Regions from separate parts of the Sus scrofa genome. Here region 1 is linked to region 2. Evidence: chromatin contacts called from public promoter capture Hi-C data. All regions are on one chromosome and are shown on one strand. The core of a region is the stretch at or near the end of the contact, and the rest is flanking DNA. Distances in the headings are between cores, read along the strand shown.

Region 1 (7,534 bases), core at 2,613-5,112, 250 kb before region 2:
TTTGCCCAAAATGGGGGAAAATGTGCCCAACTTTTGTGATGGAGCTCACATCCATGACTCACAGCTCCCTCGAAACTCCCCACCCTCCTCCTGAGTCACTGGGCCCCAGGCCCAGTCCAGATCCAGCCAAGTTAAGTGGCAGCAGAACCAGAATTCCTAATTCTTATTCTCCTATTTTTTTTAATGACCAGAATGGAAACCTTTGCAAGGATTAGACATGAAAAGATAATTTTTTAGAGGGGATGCTCTGCGGGCAAGCTAAGAAAATAAACAGTTCTGTTTACCTTTCTCCCTGCACTTGTTGTCAAGTCTGACAGTTTGGAACTTAGAGGTTTTTTTCTCCCAGTCTTTCACAGAAACAAGAGACAAACACCAGAGCCAAAAGAGGGAAGACTCAAGCTGGGACCCTGGAGAATTGGTATCAGCCAGGGCAGGCTTCCTGGCTGTGCCTCCAGAAGAGTGGGAGTTCATTCTTATAGTTGAGAAGCCACAGAAGGCTCAAGGTCTTTGTTTCTACCTTGCCTGTAGTGTGGGCCCTGAGAGCCCTGAGGTTTTCACTGGACGGTAAAAAAGAGGCTCTCTCCCCTACTTCCTCCCCGTGCCCTATACTTAGGAAAGACAAACAAGTAAGTTCCTCTAGGCTCCTTTCTCCTCACCTCAAACCAGGGGAAAAATCCTGAAAAAGAATCCAGTTGCTGTGGACTGACTTCCTTGCTGGCACCCTAATGGTAAGGAAGAGGATTTAGGAAATTGTCTTTTTCCTTTCTTTTTTTTTTGGCCACTCTCGTGGCATGTGGAAGTTCCCCAGCCAGGGATCAAACCCAGGCCACAGCAGCAACCCAAGCTGCTATATTGACAATACCAGATCCTTAACCTGCTTTGCCACAAGAGAACTCCCAGGGTTTAGGAAATTTGAAACAAAATTGCAGAGTACCAATGTCAGGGCCTACTTGCCTTAGTAAAAGTTTACTCCAAGGCAGGTGGACATAGAATACTGTAGGAAAGGAATAATCCCTTGGTGACCCAACGTGTTCTATCTACTTGCCACTACCACAGGCCTAGGACTTAATTATTTGCAAAGACCATGGGGCAGCAGTTTAGGGGGAAGGATCATAGATGTTCTAGGTCTCAGTGTGCTCTGGGAAAGCAAGCAGCATGGTACAATCAAGAGGCTTTAAGTAGCTGCTCTAAATTCTCCTGCTTTATTTTTTTTTTTTTAATTTTTATTTATTTATTTTTTTTGTCTTTCTTGCCATTTATTGGGCCGCTCTCGTGGCATATGGAGGTTCCCAGGCTAGGGGTCTAATTGGAGCTGTAGCCACTGGCCTACACCAGAGCCACAGCAACATGGGATCCGAGCTGCGTCTGCAACCTACACCACAGCTCACGGCAACGCCGGATCGTTAACCCACTGAGCAAGGCCAGGGATCGAACCCGCAACCTCATGGTTCCTAATCAGATTCATTAACCACTGTGCCATGACGGGAACTCCTATTTTTTTTTTTTCATAGCAGTTATCACCAGACATCATTTCTCTCTTTCCTCTTCTCTCCCTCTCCTGCTTGCCCCCCTACACACACACACACACACACACACTTCTTTCTTTCCCTATTAAAATGGAAGCTCCATGAGAGCAGCAACTTTGTCTGTTTTATTCGTGCTGGTACTCTCAGAATCAGCATCGGTGTTTGGCACAAAATAGGTGCTCAGTAAACTCTAGTTGAAAGAAACAATGAGCCCTGAGCTGAGTGAACAGCAATCAGGAGACCTGGGTTCTAACACCTGTTCATTCACTATGAGATCTGGAGAAAATCTCAGTCTCTGTTCATTTCCAAATCTGTAAAATGAGTTTGTATAAATGATGACCATTGAGAGCCTCTACAGCTCTGACCTTATATTGCTATGATTCTAATGGCTATTGTTCACTCAAATCCATTTCCAGAGGATGAGTCCAAGCATCTGAAAGCTCCGCTGATCGTTCTGAAGCAGAAAGGCCATATACTCCAGCCTCTGCACAGCAAACTGATGCTCTTTCTCTTCATGCCCCACCCACTCACACGAATGCCTTAGTCCAGAGGAAGCTGGAGTGAGTCTGCCCTAGGCCCGCCTCTCTGAGAGACAGACTGGGAAGCTGTGTTGCCATAGCAATCAGCTCCTCCTCAAAAGGCTTCAGCCTGCCCTCCTTTACCCCACCCTACCCCAAGGCTTTGTCTGGCCTCAGCACCCCCTCCTCCCCACCAACCCGTCTCTCAGCCAGAGGAGGCTGGCTTGGGGCCCCTTTCAGCAACACTGTCACACTCATTCAGCCACTGTGTGGAAAACAGGGCTTTCCCACCCTGTCCCAGCCAGCCCAGGGGCAAAATGAACTCTGGCCCTACACCAGGTCCCCTCAGGGAACCAGAGGAGCCCCCAAGTGGACTAGGCCCTAGTCTCAGTTTTGACAGTCAGCTTCCAGGTCAGGAGTATGGGGAGCCATTCCTTCTTCCTCCCCCAGCAGAGGCTGCAACCTCACATCCCTTCTCAAGTTCAAATGACAATAGTGACCCACCTCTCCAAACATGCATCAAAGACCCTTAGTACTTATTATTTTCCCCTCCTACAGACACCCAGAATTTTTGACGGTCGCAATGTTACCTACCCAGGAGAAGGAAAAGTGTGGGGAAATTTCATTTGTGGCAAGTGGTAAAAATGTGTCTACCATTCACTTGGGGGCCTGCTGGGAAAGACCTTGGTAGTAGTGAGGGTGGGGTCTGGGCCTTGCTGCTAATTATTAGGTCTCTGGCCACTGAGTACAAAGTCTGGGGCAGGCACAGCTCCTAGACATGCAAGGACCGGGCCAGGCCCCAGGGCGAGGAAGGAAGTGGGAAATGAGCACACCCAGAACATAAGGGCAGAGCAAAGTGGGGGAGGTGGGGGAAGACAGGGACCAAGGCAAGCTTCTAGAAGGAACAGGAACTAGAGTGGGGGGTTAACAGGAACAGAATGGGGGAAGGGTCCCCAGAGACACCAACGAAGGGGGAAAAAAAGAAACCAAAAAACCCAGACTCAGCCAGACAGATCCAGAGCTGCCTGAGAAGGTCGCACAAGCCCTAGTGGCAAGTGGGGCCTAGATCCTCTCTAAGAGTGCTCAGGCCTGAAGGTGGAGTTAGGAGTTGAGGAGCCAGGAGCACTGCAGACGGGCTTCTTCACCCCAGCAATTTCATCACCCTCATTCCTAAAACACAGGACACAAACATCTTCCTGGAATCTCTATAATGCCCCCACACTTTCTCAAAGCACTAGGGGTTCTTCCCTCCCCAGCTGGGGCCTGCAACCCCTTCCCTTCGCAGAGTGCCCACAGCCCCATCCCTTCTTCCTCCACACAGGCCATCTGTCCCTCCCACACTCTGGACCACCAGCCCTTCTCCATCACACAACACCCCCTCTTCCCTTTCCCCCTAAGCTCCTTCAGAGTCCCTCCTCCTCAAGTATCTTCTCCAACCCTCCACTTCAAGATAAAGACTTCACCCCCTACCTAGTACTTCCCACCCTCACAAAGCACTCCCGCCCCTCCCCCACAAGGGCTACCGGAGAATGCACCTCCTAGCCCACACAGTGAGCCCCAGCTCCTCCCCTAACTCTGCTTTACTCCACCCTACCCCAGCATTTCTCCCAATTCTCTCCTTCCCTAAAGCGATCCCCACCTCCTCATGTCTGCCCAAGCGCACCCCGGTCCTTGTCCCTTCTTCCACACGCACCCCACCCCACACCTGCAGTTCCGTGAGTCCCGCTGCACCTGGGGAGGTAGTGGATTGGGGCAGTTACACAGCTGCCCCAGCTGCAGCCTCCTCCGGCAAACCTCGCCCCTTTGGTGCGAGCCCCGCCCCCGCAACGACAAGACCCACCCTCCCCCTGTCCCACCTCCCACCTTCCCCCCCCACCCCGCTTGTCCTTTTTCCTAGTTTCTGTAATTCCTGGGGCTCCTCCCCTGTAATACAGGTCCCGCCCCCTCTAAGGCCCCGCCCCTTCTCGTCTTCTCGGCGTCTCCCCATTGAACACTGCTTGCCCGTCGTCCCCTCCAATCCCCGCCCCTTTTTGGTCTCCTTGCTTGTCACTAGGACCCGCCCACTCGGATTCCAGCCTGGCAGAACCGGTGCCAAGCTCCTTTCCAACGCTAGCCCCCTCAGATCTCTGAGCCTCTTCTCCCCCCGCCCCTTCTCCCACTAGCCTCACCCCGGCGCCCGCTCTCCAGCCGGGAACCGCTGGCTCTGATTGGTGGTGGTGGTCCCAATGGATGGTGGAGGAGACAAAGTGATGGCTGCAGGTCGCCTGAGGTCCCACCCCGGCCACGTGCGGCTTCTGTGATGACAGGTTTAGATGGGCGGGGCATGTGCCCTCTGTGTGAGGCCTAGGCTGACCGGATTAGGCTGGAGGTGGGGAGCCAGAGCCAGGGTCAAAGCGTTAGCCTGAAGGCGCCGAGCCTGAATGAGGCCCTCTCAAGCTTTTGCGCTGGTGTGAGCAGCCTGCGGAACTTGAGCCTCTTAGTGAAGCCGTCTGCGTTAGCGCGTGTATTTGCCTTAATGGGGGAGGTCTGTGGGACTTGCAAAGTAGCACAAGGGGTCTCAGGGTTCTGTAAAAATGCGCAAATCTGGTTGACGGGGTCTCAACTCTGTGAGGATGAATAATTTCTGCAGCCTACTCTGTTCAAGAGAGTCTGAATTCTGGGAGACAAGAAGTAAGAGTCAGATGTGTACCTGTAGAGATAGGTCAGAGAGTCGTCTGTGAAATTCATGAGCCTAAGTGTTACTACAGAGTAAGGGGAGCCTGCAATCACTGAAGAAAAGTAGAGCCTTTGCTTTGCACGTGTCAAATCAACTATGTGACAGGAGTTCTGTTGTGGCTCAGCGGTAACTAACCCGACTAGTATCCATGAGGATGCAGGTTCAGTCCCTGGCTTTGTTCAATCCTATGGGTTAAGGATCTGGTGTTGCTGTGGGCTGTGGTGTAGGCTGGCAGCTGCGGCAGCTCTGATTTGACCCGTAGTCTGGGAATTTCCATATGCCGTGGGTGCGGCCCTTTAAAAAAAAGGCAAAACAAAACACAACAAAACAAAAACTATGTGACATTTACACTTCTGTAATTTAATTAGCGTTTGATTCTACTCTCCAACTTCCCGCAACCCTTTGGGTTCTGGAGATAGCAATGGGGAGTCGATGCTTGCCAGCTACCGGTAGATGGCAGCACAGGGCCCTTGCAGAACTCAGAGCTTCTCTGTGGAGTTGGCAGTGCTGAGGACTATGAAGGATCAGACCTGTTAAATTTCTCTCTAAGTCTCAGATTCTTTAGGTCCCTGTGACTTTCTTTCTGTGAGTCGTTAAGATGCTTTTTACTGAACACCAAATGGTGTGCTAGGCAAAAAGTGAAAAAGAAACAAAATTTTTCTGCCCTGATGTGGCTTGTTTGTTTGTATCATCATACAAATACCTGTATAATCCTAGAGAGAGTAAAGTTGGAAGGGTTTTGTGTAGTGAAAAAAGCTCAAAGTTTGAGGTCACTGTGTTTGGCTCAGAACTTTGTTTTTTTGTTTGTTTGCTTGCTTGCTTTTTAGGATCGAACCTGTGGCATATGGAATTTCCCAGGCTAGGGGTTGAATTTGAGCAGCAGCTGCCAGCTTATGCCGCAGCCACAGCAATGGTGGGACCCAAGCCATGTCTTCAACCTACACCACAGCTCATGGCAACGGATCCTTAACCCACTGAATGAGACTAGGGGTCCCTCACAGATACCAGTCAGGCTGAGCCACAATGGGAACTCCCTCTTGTTTTTTAACAGCCACACTTGTGGCATATGGAAGTTCCCAGGCCAGAGATTGAATCTGAGCCACACCTCTGACCTATGCTGCAGCTGCAGCCACAGCAACGCCGGATGTACCCACCCATACCTCTGCATGGACCCAGATTGCTACAGTCAGATTCTTAACCCACTGTGCCACAATGAGAACTCCAAGTCTAGCCTCTAGTTCTAACAATATAGAGATATCTTCAAGGTTGTGGATCAAATAATCTCTAGATTTTTAAACAAAGGTCTCTTTGGAAATGTGTAGGAGATTATTAAGAGGTGCAGCCCCAGAGTTCTCCCGTGGTGCAGCATGTTAAGGATCCAGCATTGTCACTGCAGTAGCTAATTTCGCTGCTGTGGTGTAGGTTCAATCGCTGGCCCTAAAACTTCCACATGCCATAGGCACAACCAAAAAAAAAAAAAAACCCCAAAAAACAAAAAAGATATGCAGCTTTTTTCTCTTGAGGAGATAAGTGTTCTTTCTTCTGCTTTGCTGTATAAATTATGTGACATTTTATCCTAATTTTGCAGACATTTTCAGGCTACCTTATGTTGTAGGAGGAGAATGGGGTTCAAGAGAATGGTCATGTCCCAAGTCTTAGCCTAGTTCCTAGGATAGGCTACCAAGTGAAGGTCCTTGGCTTCACCCAGGAAAGAATTCAATAGTGAGCCATAGTAAAGTGAAAGCAGATTTATTTGGAGAGATATACTTTGCATAGGCAGAATGTGGTCTATCGCAGAAGGTGAAAGTGGCTCCAGGCTCTGGCGGTGGTTAGGTAGTTTGTTTGTTTTCAGCTGTCTCTGTGGCATATGGAAGTTCCTGGGCCAGGGATTGAACCCACATCACAGCAGTGACAACACCTGGTCCTTAACCTGCTAGGCCACCAGGGAACTCCAGGGGTGTTAGTTTTTTAATGGGCTGGGTAATAGCATAGGCTAAGGAATTGGAAGATTATTCTAACTATTTGAGGGAAGGCTTGGAGATTTCCAGGAATTCATCCACCACCTACTTTTTGGCCTTTTGTGGTCAGCCTCTGGACTGTCATGGCACCTGTGGGTATGTCAGCTAATGTACAAAAATGAGCATATAATGAGGCTCAAGGGCTACTGGAGTCGAATTTTCCACCATCTTGGGCCTAATTTGTTCTAACTAGTTTTTGTCGTATCCTTATTCTTTTAATGATTGTACCCTGTCCCCTTCCCCTTGTCTCACTTACATGTATATAATCTGTTAATGCTTACTAAATAATAATAAAGTATGTTCTCTTACTTTTCTGAATTGACAGAAAAGGGTCTTTCTGCTAGCAGGATTGTTTAATTTCCCCAGTAAGAGCAACACAGTAGCCTATTTATTTATTTTGCTTTTTAGGGCCGCACTCTTGGCATATGGAGGTTCCCAGGCTAGGGGTCCAATCAGAGCTACTACAGCTGCCAGACTATGCCACAGGCACAGCAACACAGGATCCAAGCCATCTCTGAGACTTACACCACAGCTCCTATCAATGTCAGATCCTTAACCCACTGATCGAGGCCAGGGATCGAACCTGCAACCACATGGTTCCTAGTCGGATTCATTTCCACTGCACCAGGACAGGAACTCCCACTGTAGCCAATTTAAAAACAAAGCAGGAGTTCCCGGTGTGGCTCAGCGTTAACAAATCCAGCTAGTATCCATAAGGATGTGGGTTCAATCCCTGACCTTGCTCAGTGGGTTAAG
Region 2 (7,168 bases), core at 4,073-6,572:
AGTTATTCTTGTCTTTCAGCAATACTTCCATGCCGGAGGCAATGGGCTGAAGAAAACCTTCCTGGAGAAGAGCCCAGATCTGCAGTCCCTGCGTTATGCCCTGTCTCTGTACACACAGACCACAGACACACTCATCAAGACCTTTGTGCGCTCACAAACAGCCCAGGGTAAGGCCTGAGGGCTTTGGGTGCCCCCTTCCCCACCCCAATACATCTCTGTTGCCTAGGGAATCAGTATCCTGTACCCTTAGGGTGGATTCAGGTACTTCTTTAGAAAGCTCTTCAAACTCAGATATCAGGATTTCTTTCTTTTCTTTTTTTGGCTGCCCCCACAGCATATGGCAGTTCCCAGACCAGGGATCGAACCCATGCCACAGCAGTGACCCAAGCCACAGCAGTGACCACACAAGGTCCTTAGCCAATAGGCCACCAGGGAACTCCCAACATCAGGATTTCTTGATGAACCCCAATGCTTATCCCCACCCCACACAGAGACCTGGAAATGTGCCTGAACTATCTCTTCCCAGACATCATCTGGCCAGGGCATTGAGCTCAAGGAATATACCCTGTTTGTCAGGAAAAATCTTCAAGGAATTGAGAATTAGTGGTTGAGACTCTTGAAGATTCATAGCTTTGGGAGCCCTAGTTGGAAGTTGTCCTGGGAAGAGAAAGGAAAAGACTTGCAAGATTCTCCAGTGGGGATGAGGAGAAGACTAAGAGAGGCAAACTACGGGAGCAGTTGAAGGGAGGGTGCGGATCACATGGCTCTGCAAAGCTGAGGCTCCAGCTTCGTGGGTGATGCTAAGGGAATCCAGGCAGCTGTTTTTTTCCCAGTGATTTCCAGTTCCCAGAACCCCTTCCTGCCTCCAGGCAGGCCACCTGTAACAAAACACATATTCATGTATCAGACTGAAATTCTAACCTTGATCCTGGGAACCCGACATTTCCCCACACCCCTGCCCCTAAGTACCTTCAAGGTGCCATTATTATTGCACGTTCCAGGGAAACCTGGGCATTCTGCCTGGAGGAGTGAACCTGGTGGAGGTGGGGCGGGAAGGCTTAGGCCTTACTGAGCTGTGGATCTGGAGCACAGAGCTGACCTGAGGAGAAGGACTTAAGCAGTTAGAATGTGATTGATGGATGGTGAAGAGACACAAGAGGCGCATACTACTGCAAAGTCCAAACTGAGAAGAGAGAACAAAAGAAGTTGTGAGCCTTGCTTAAGGGGACAGGAAGGGAATTCCTGTTGTGATGCAGCAGAAACAAATCCGACTATGAACTATGAGGTTGTGGGTTTGATCCCTGGCCTCACTCTGTGGGTTAAAGATCCAGCGTTGCCATGAGCTGTGGTGTAGGTTGCAGACGCAGCTCGGATCCAGCGTTGCTGTGGCTGTGGCGCAGGCCAGCAGCTGTAGCTCTGATTCAACCCCTAGCCCGGGAACCTCCATATGCCACCAATGTGGCCCTAAAAAGCAAAAAAAAAAAAAAAAAGTGGGGTGGTGGGGACTCAAAGAACTTTCACAGAGCTGAGTACACATGTAAAGGAAGGATCTGAGTTAATCTAAAAGGCTTTTTAGAAACATTGAGCTTTAAGCTAAATGTAAAGATGAGGAGAGGCTGGAATGGGCATGTATGAAGTAAGAACAGGGGTGGGGGCTACAGGGGGGATGCAGATGTATGTGTGTACATTTTCTACGTATTGCTTTATCATTTAAGGGCCTAGGAAACTAGAGCCTACTCTGTTTTGTGCCCTGCTGGTCTTAGAAACCTTCTCTCTCTATGTTCTACTGCTAGTGCCCATGATTTGGCTAATCTTCAAACCGTTAAGTATAATTTGAAGCATTCAGGCACCAATCCCAGTTCTTTGGCTTCTCTCTCTGCCCTACCCCATCTCTCTGCTCCCTCAGAATATGCATAGAGTTGTTCTGAATGGCTGTTAACTCCATAGACCTCTAATTGATTCTTCTTTCTCTGTCCTCCTGCTGCTACCTCTTGACTTGCCTGTCCTCACTCAGTGCATGATGGGAAAGGTATTAGGTTTACTGCTAATGAGGACATTCAGCCGGAAAAGGGTACGTTATACACCATGCAGATGTGACTCTAACATGGGCTAACACTGTCCCCTGTGAACCAGAATGAGCTGCTTATGTTGGGGCTGGGGGAATCAGGTGTCACAGTTTGGAACCTCTATCCCAAGGCTCAGAGATGGGCAGTGTATTCATGCAGATCAACACAGGCTCCATGATAGTTCTGTCCTCAGAATCCCCCCACCCGTCCATCTTAGGACAAAGAAGTTTTATCTGGGGTCTAGGTACTGGTGTTTTCCCAAAATAGTGAGTGAGGCCTCTGCGGGAGGGAGCCTACAAATTGGCCAGAGGGACTAGGGAGCTGTTTGTGGAGAGGTCCAGGTCTGAGTAGGACAGAGTGTTTCTGTGCAGGGCAGCCTCCCAAGCAGGGGCCTCTCTGGGTGGGAGGGTGCTGTTTTTGGCTAGATGGGACCCTCATTGTCCTGTTGAGACACCATGGGGTGGACATAGTTCTCAAAAATATAGGATGGAAGCACTCTCCTTTCCCTCATCTTTCAATGAAAATTCTTTAGCCTAAGAGAGGTTTGGGGAACCTGAGAGATACCAATTGAATTTCTGGAAGTTTTGCCTAAGATGTTGTCACCCTGACTTGTATTTTAATACACAGCCTCATTCTTTATCCTCTTTCATTCCCTTCCCCCACTGCTTACTTCCCCATAGCTTCTGTGGGTGACTGCTTCTTGCTTTAGGGTGTATGACAGTAGCCTCCCAACTCCACAGTTTTACCTATCATAATTAGACCTAAAGACTTAAAGTTCTTCAATGGAGGATCATCTGTTCATCTGTCCCTCAGGGTCTGGTGTGGATGATCCTGTGGGAGAAGTCTCCATTCAGGTGGACTTGTTTACACATCCTGGCACAGGAGAGCACAAGGTCACAGTGAAAGGTGAGTGGCATGGACTCACCTCAGACCTTTTCTTGCCCAGTGGCCTCATCAATCAAAGGCAGGGGCTGCTCATCCCAGCCCTTCAGCTTAGCCCTCCTCCAAGGGGAATGGCACCTGGGGCTCAAGAACTGGGAATGCTTGATGGGATCCCTCACAGATTTCCCATGTTTGTGCAGTGGTGGCTGCCAATGACCTCAAGTGGCAGACAGCAGGTATGTTCCGGCCCTTCGTGGAAGTAACCATGGTTGGCCCTCACCAAAGTGATAAGAAGAGGAAGTTCACAACCAAGTCTAAAAGCAACAACTGGGCTCCCAAGTACAATGAGACATTCACTTGTAAGTTATGGCATGGGGGACCTGCAGGACTCTGGGATGGGATGAGATGGGGTGATCTGGGGGGTAAAAATTGGGAGGGGAGAAAAGGATAGACTGGATGGTGGTTGGGGTGAATTTAGTTGAGAATGCCCTTAGCACTGGTCTCCTACCTTCCACCTACTCTGTGCTTACAGCCTCCTGGGAAATGAAGAGGGACCAGAAGCCTATGAGTTGCAAATATGTGTGAAGGACTACTGCTTTGCCCGGGAGGATCGTGTTCTGGGGCTGGCTGTGATGCCTCTGAGGGATGTGGCAGCCAAGGGTAGCTGTGCCTGCTGGTGCCCCTTGGGCCGGAAGATCCACATGGATGAGACAGGCATGACTATTCTCCGGATTCTGTCTCAGAGGAGCAATGACGAAGTGGCCCGAGAGTTTGTGAAGCTCAAATCGGAGTCTCGTTCCATGGAGGAGGGGAGCTGAGCACCTAGGCTCCTGTGCCAACTGGATGGCACCTGTTCCACAAGTCAGGGCCGGTAGGAGTTACTATGTAGTCAGCTTAGGGTTCCTCAGAGTCAAGAGGCTGACTCCTTAAGTTAAGGAAATAGAAGGAAAAACTAGAGGTGGTGAGAGCATGGCATTTCCTAGAAAGGGTCATGAACCCCTCACTCATAGGTCTGTGGTGCTCAGAACTGGACTGTGGGGATTACCGCATAGGGAGTCTTTCATAAAGAGAAAGAAACAGACATTTCTGAGAGTTTCAGCTGTTTTTGGTAGAGACCCTTTCACCCCACACCACTTCTCCACCCCCTCCATAGCACACCTTATCTAGTTAGACCCATACATACGAATCATTAGAAGAACGAGTTTAGAGGGCCTGGAGCTTGTACTTAACTAGGTAAGTAATCAGTTGAGTCTACAGGTATTGCAGAGCCCTGTGGTTTGGACTGGAGTATGATTAGGGCAGAGCACACGGAGTACAATTCAGACTGTCCCTTGAGCAGAATCCACTGATTTAGAGTGACTCAAGTGAGTACAAGGCATTGAAACTGAACGAAATACCCTTCAGAAGTGAGCTGTGCTAATCCCTTCCCCCAGATTATCTGTCATGAGTAGAACCAGGTTCACATGGTGCTTCAGAGCCCTGAGCAGAATTTCTTTGGAACTCAAGCACCAGGGGCACTTGCCCAGGAGTCCCCCTACCTCATTCCTTTAGGAAGGGGAGTGATGCTTCAGGACACAAGAGACTCTTCTTAAGTGTATGCACCTGAAGCTAAGTGAAGGCTCCAGGAGAGAGGGCTGTATTTTCTGTGTGGATAAGCCCTGCAAAGCCAAAAACTGTGGAAATCAGCCTAGAAAGTCCTCACTTACGGCCCCTGCCTTCTGGTGGTGTTCCCCTTTGCAGAAGGAATCTAGCTTTTGTCCTCATTCCCTTTCATCTAGGTCAGCTGCTGTTCCCCTCATAGATGTTCAATCCTACAGAAGGAATTTGGATTATGATCCCTCTGTACAGACTGGATGGAGTGGGGGTGGGCCTCAACACTCCCTGTGAGGTCAGAGACAAACTCTTTACAGGGGGCCATGTGGACTTTCCCGGCCCTTGCTCAGAGATGTGACATGGCCCTTCACTTTCTCAGTAGCAGCCTCCTGGGCTTCCTGAGGGCTCAGCATTGTCCATTGGCCATTACATGAAACAAGAAACTAAGCATCTTTGCTGTTTTTAATTATTGTATGTGCCATTGTTACAGGAAATTATTGGTTAGTCTGTAATAAATTATCTTATATCAGCCTTTGTGGTCTGGTAGTTCTCCTGAAGTGTGGAAAGCTGTAGAAATGACTTTGTTGTATAATGACAGATTTTAGGCCAGTGGCTCTTTGCTACTCTTTCCACTCCCCCGCCAACCCCAAGCGGTAGAGCCTAAAAAGGCTGAGGGGGAGGAGGGCAGAGTCTAAGAAAGGGGGTGTGGCTGGGGCGGGCTCGTGGGGGTGGGGGCGTGGTTGGAGGCGGGGCTCTACTCGACTGAACCGTGCGACTCCAGGGCACCTGCGCAGAAAGGTGCGTTAAGATGGCGGCTGCTGGAGTCGACCGCTGCGCGGCGATGGTGAGCGAGAAGTGCCCAAGGGTGGTGACGGAAGAGGTTATCGTCTTCTCCTTCCAACACTGAAGAGAAACTGTACCCCCACACTATCTCGCATCCCTAGCGCTATTATTTCCTAATAGCTGTCTGTCCTCACACTCTCTCGTTAACTGCTCTCCCAGTATTCCCCATCCCCGCCGTACTCGATTATACGGCTTTTCCAGACACTCCAGAGAAGACGTATCTGCCCATATACCTAGCAAAGCGGATTTTTATCACCCAAATACCTCCCAGAGGGCACCCATTTATACAGTTACCTTGTAAAGCAGAAACTACACACACACACACACACACTCCCCCCTCCCCTCGCCCCTACCAAGGTACATTCGTATTAACTAAGGGAGCTTTGTCCACTTTCCCGGCACTACCCACTGAGTTGTATACCATATTTGACTTTAAAGTGGCACATTTACTATCATTCCTCTCTCACATGGAGCAGGAAACCTACTCCATAAGGAAAAACCAACTGACTGGCTTGCAAAAAGGCTTGCAGATTTGAATTAGTAACTGACTTTTCAAAACCAGATTTTACATTTAAAAAATGCGTATTTCCAGCTTTTGGGGGAAAATCAGAAGAACTGTTAACTCTTAGCTCATATTCCCACAAAGTGGCGGGTGGTTGGAGCTGAGAAGCAACTAACAAATTAGTTTGCTGTAGTTCATTATAGATTTCATTACTCCTTGCTTAGTCGTACTGAGCTTTACATTCTTTGCCTGGCACCTGATAGGCACTTGAGTTTCTACTCCCTGATGTAAGATTTGGGGTAATTTTCTGTGCCAGTACTTTGAATTCCTAACGGAAACTGAAATCCAAAGAGGTTGGATATGTTTAGGTTATCTTTGGTTTCCCTAATGCCCAGATTAAGGCAGAGATCATCCTAGTAACTAAAATCCAGGGTGAGATCTACTAAATTTTTTTTTTTGAAAGTGCCTTGTGTCACAGCAGTTAAATAAGGAGCAGGTTAAATAAGGATCAGGCATTGCTGCACACAGGCGGCAACTGCAACATGGGTTCAGTCCCTGGCCTGGAAACTTCCACATGCTGTGGGTGCAGCCAAAAAAAGAAAAAGTGAAGGTTTATATATATATATGTGAGAATTCAATCAAAATATCTACTGGTAGCTTCCTGGTGTATTTCATCTTGAAGAAATCCTATGCCAATACCTTTCTGGTGGGATCGGGCCAAAGGCAAGGTATTATTTTTCTTTGAGTAACTGGTTTTAAAAAGAGCCTAGCTCTGGACTGTACTGGAAATGATGTCTCAAAAGTGCTGTCTCCTTCGCTCCAGAATGTGCAGATGGTAACCCTTCTCTCTGTGGGAGATAACAGACCTTATGGTATCAAGAGTTGGGGATGTTCTGCAGGTTGTAATTAATCAGAAGTAGAATAGGAGTACTTTTAATTGAATTTTTTAAAAAGCAAAATCATTTTCATCAGCATAAGTGTATGAATATTTGGACTTGCTTCCTGAACGAACCTCCCATATCTTGAAACAGAATGGCAAACTGAAGAAGCAGCATGGAATAGTGGAGATGGTATTGAAGTGAGAGTCAAGACATGAACAGTAGTCTCAGCTCTGCTCACTACTAGACAGGGGACCTTGGCTTTTAACTTTTCAGGGGCTGTTTCTTACTTCTGTTAAATGGACTATTAATTCTGGCCATGTTTACCTCAGAGGGATCAAATGGGCTTATTTATGTGTGAAAGCACTTTGAAAACTACATTTTCTCTAGATGTACAAGGGATT

What was found. Promoter capture Hi-C pulls out the DNA fragments that hold promoters and counts their contacts.
Region 1: a contact with region 2 is called in a promoter capture Hi-C map of liver, with 5 times the contacts expected there. The contact joins the promoter of FAM214B here to the promoter of LOC100156421 in region 2. A contact is called at or near these places in 2 of 5 promoter capture datasets (fetal liver and liver), 4 of 47 Hi-C or Micro-C datasets (embryonic fibroblasts, heart right ventricle and skeletal muscle) and 2 of 2 datasets of contacts at active chromatin or transcription factors (alveolar macrophages and skeletal muscle).

What each region holds. Positions count from the first base shown.
Region 1 is chr1:235,903,280-235,910,813 of Sscrofa11.1, forward strand. It overlaps FAM214B (protein FAM214B), which reads right to left and starts at 3,863. Exons shown (of 9, transcript XM_013986310.2): 1 at 3,776-3,863.
Region 2 is chr1:236,153,026-236,160,193 of Sscrofa11.1, forward strand. It overlaps LOC100156421 (phospholipid-transporting ATPase FetA-like), which reads left to right and starts at 5,323. Exons shown (of 29, transcript XM_005660209.2): 1 at 5,323-5,385. It overlaps UNC13B (protein unc-13 homolog B), which reads left to right. Exons shown (of 39, transcript XM_021065583.1): 36 at 20-167; 37 at 2,880-2,972; 38 at 3,149-3,307; 39 at 3,481-5,072. The coding sequence ends at 3,533.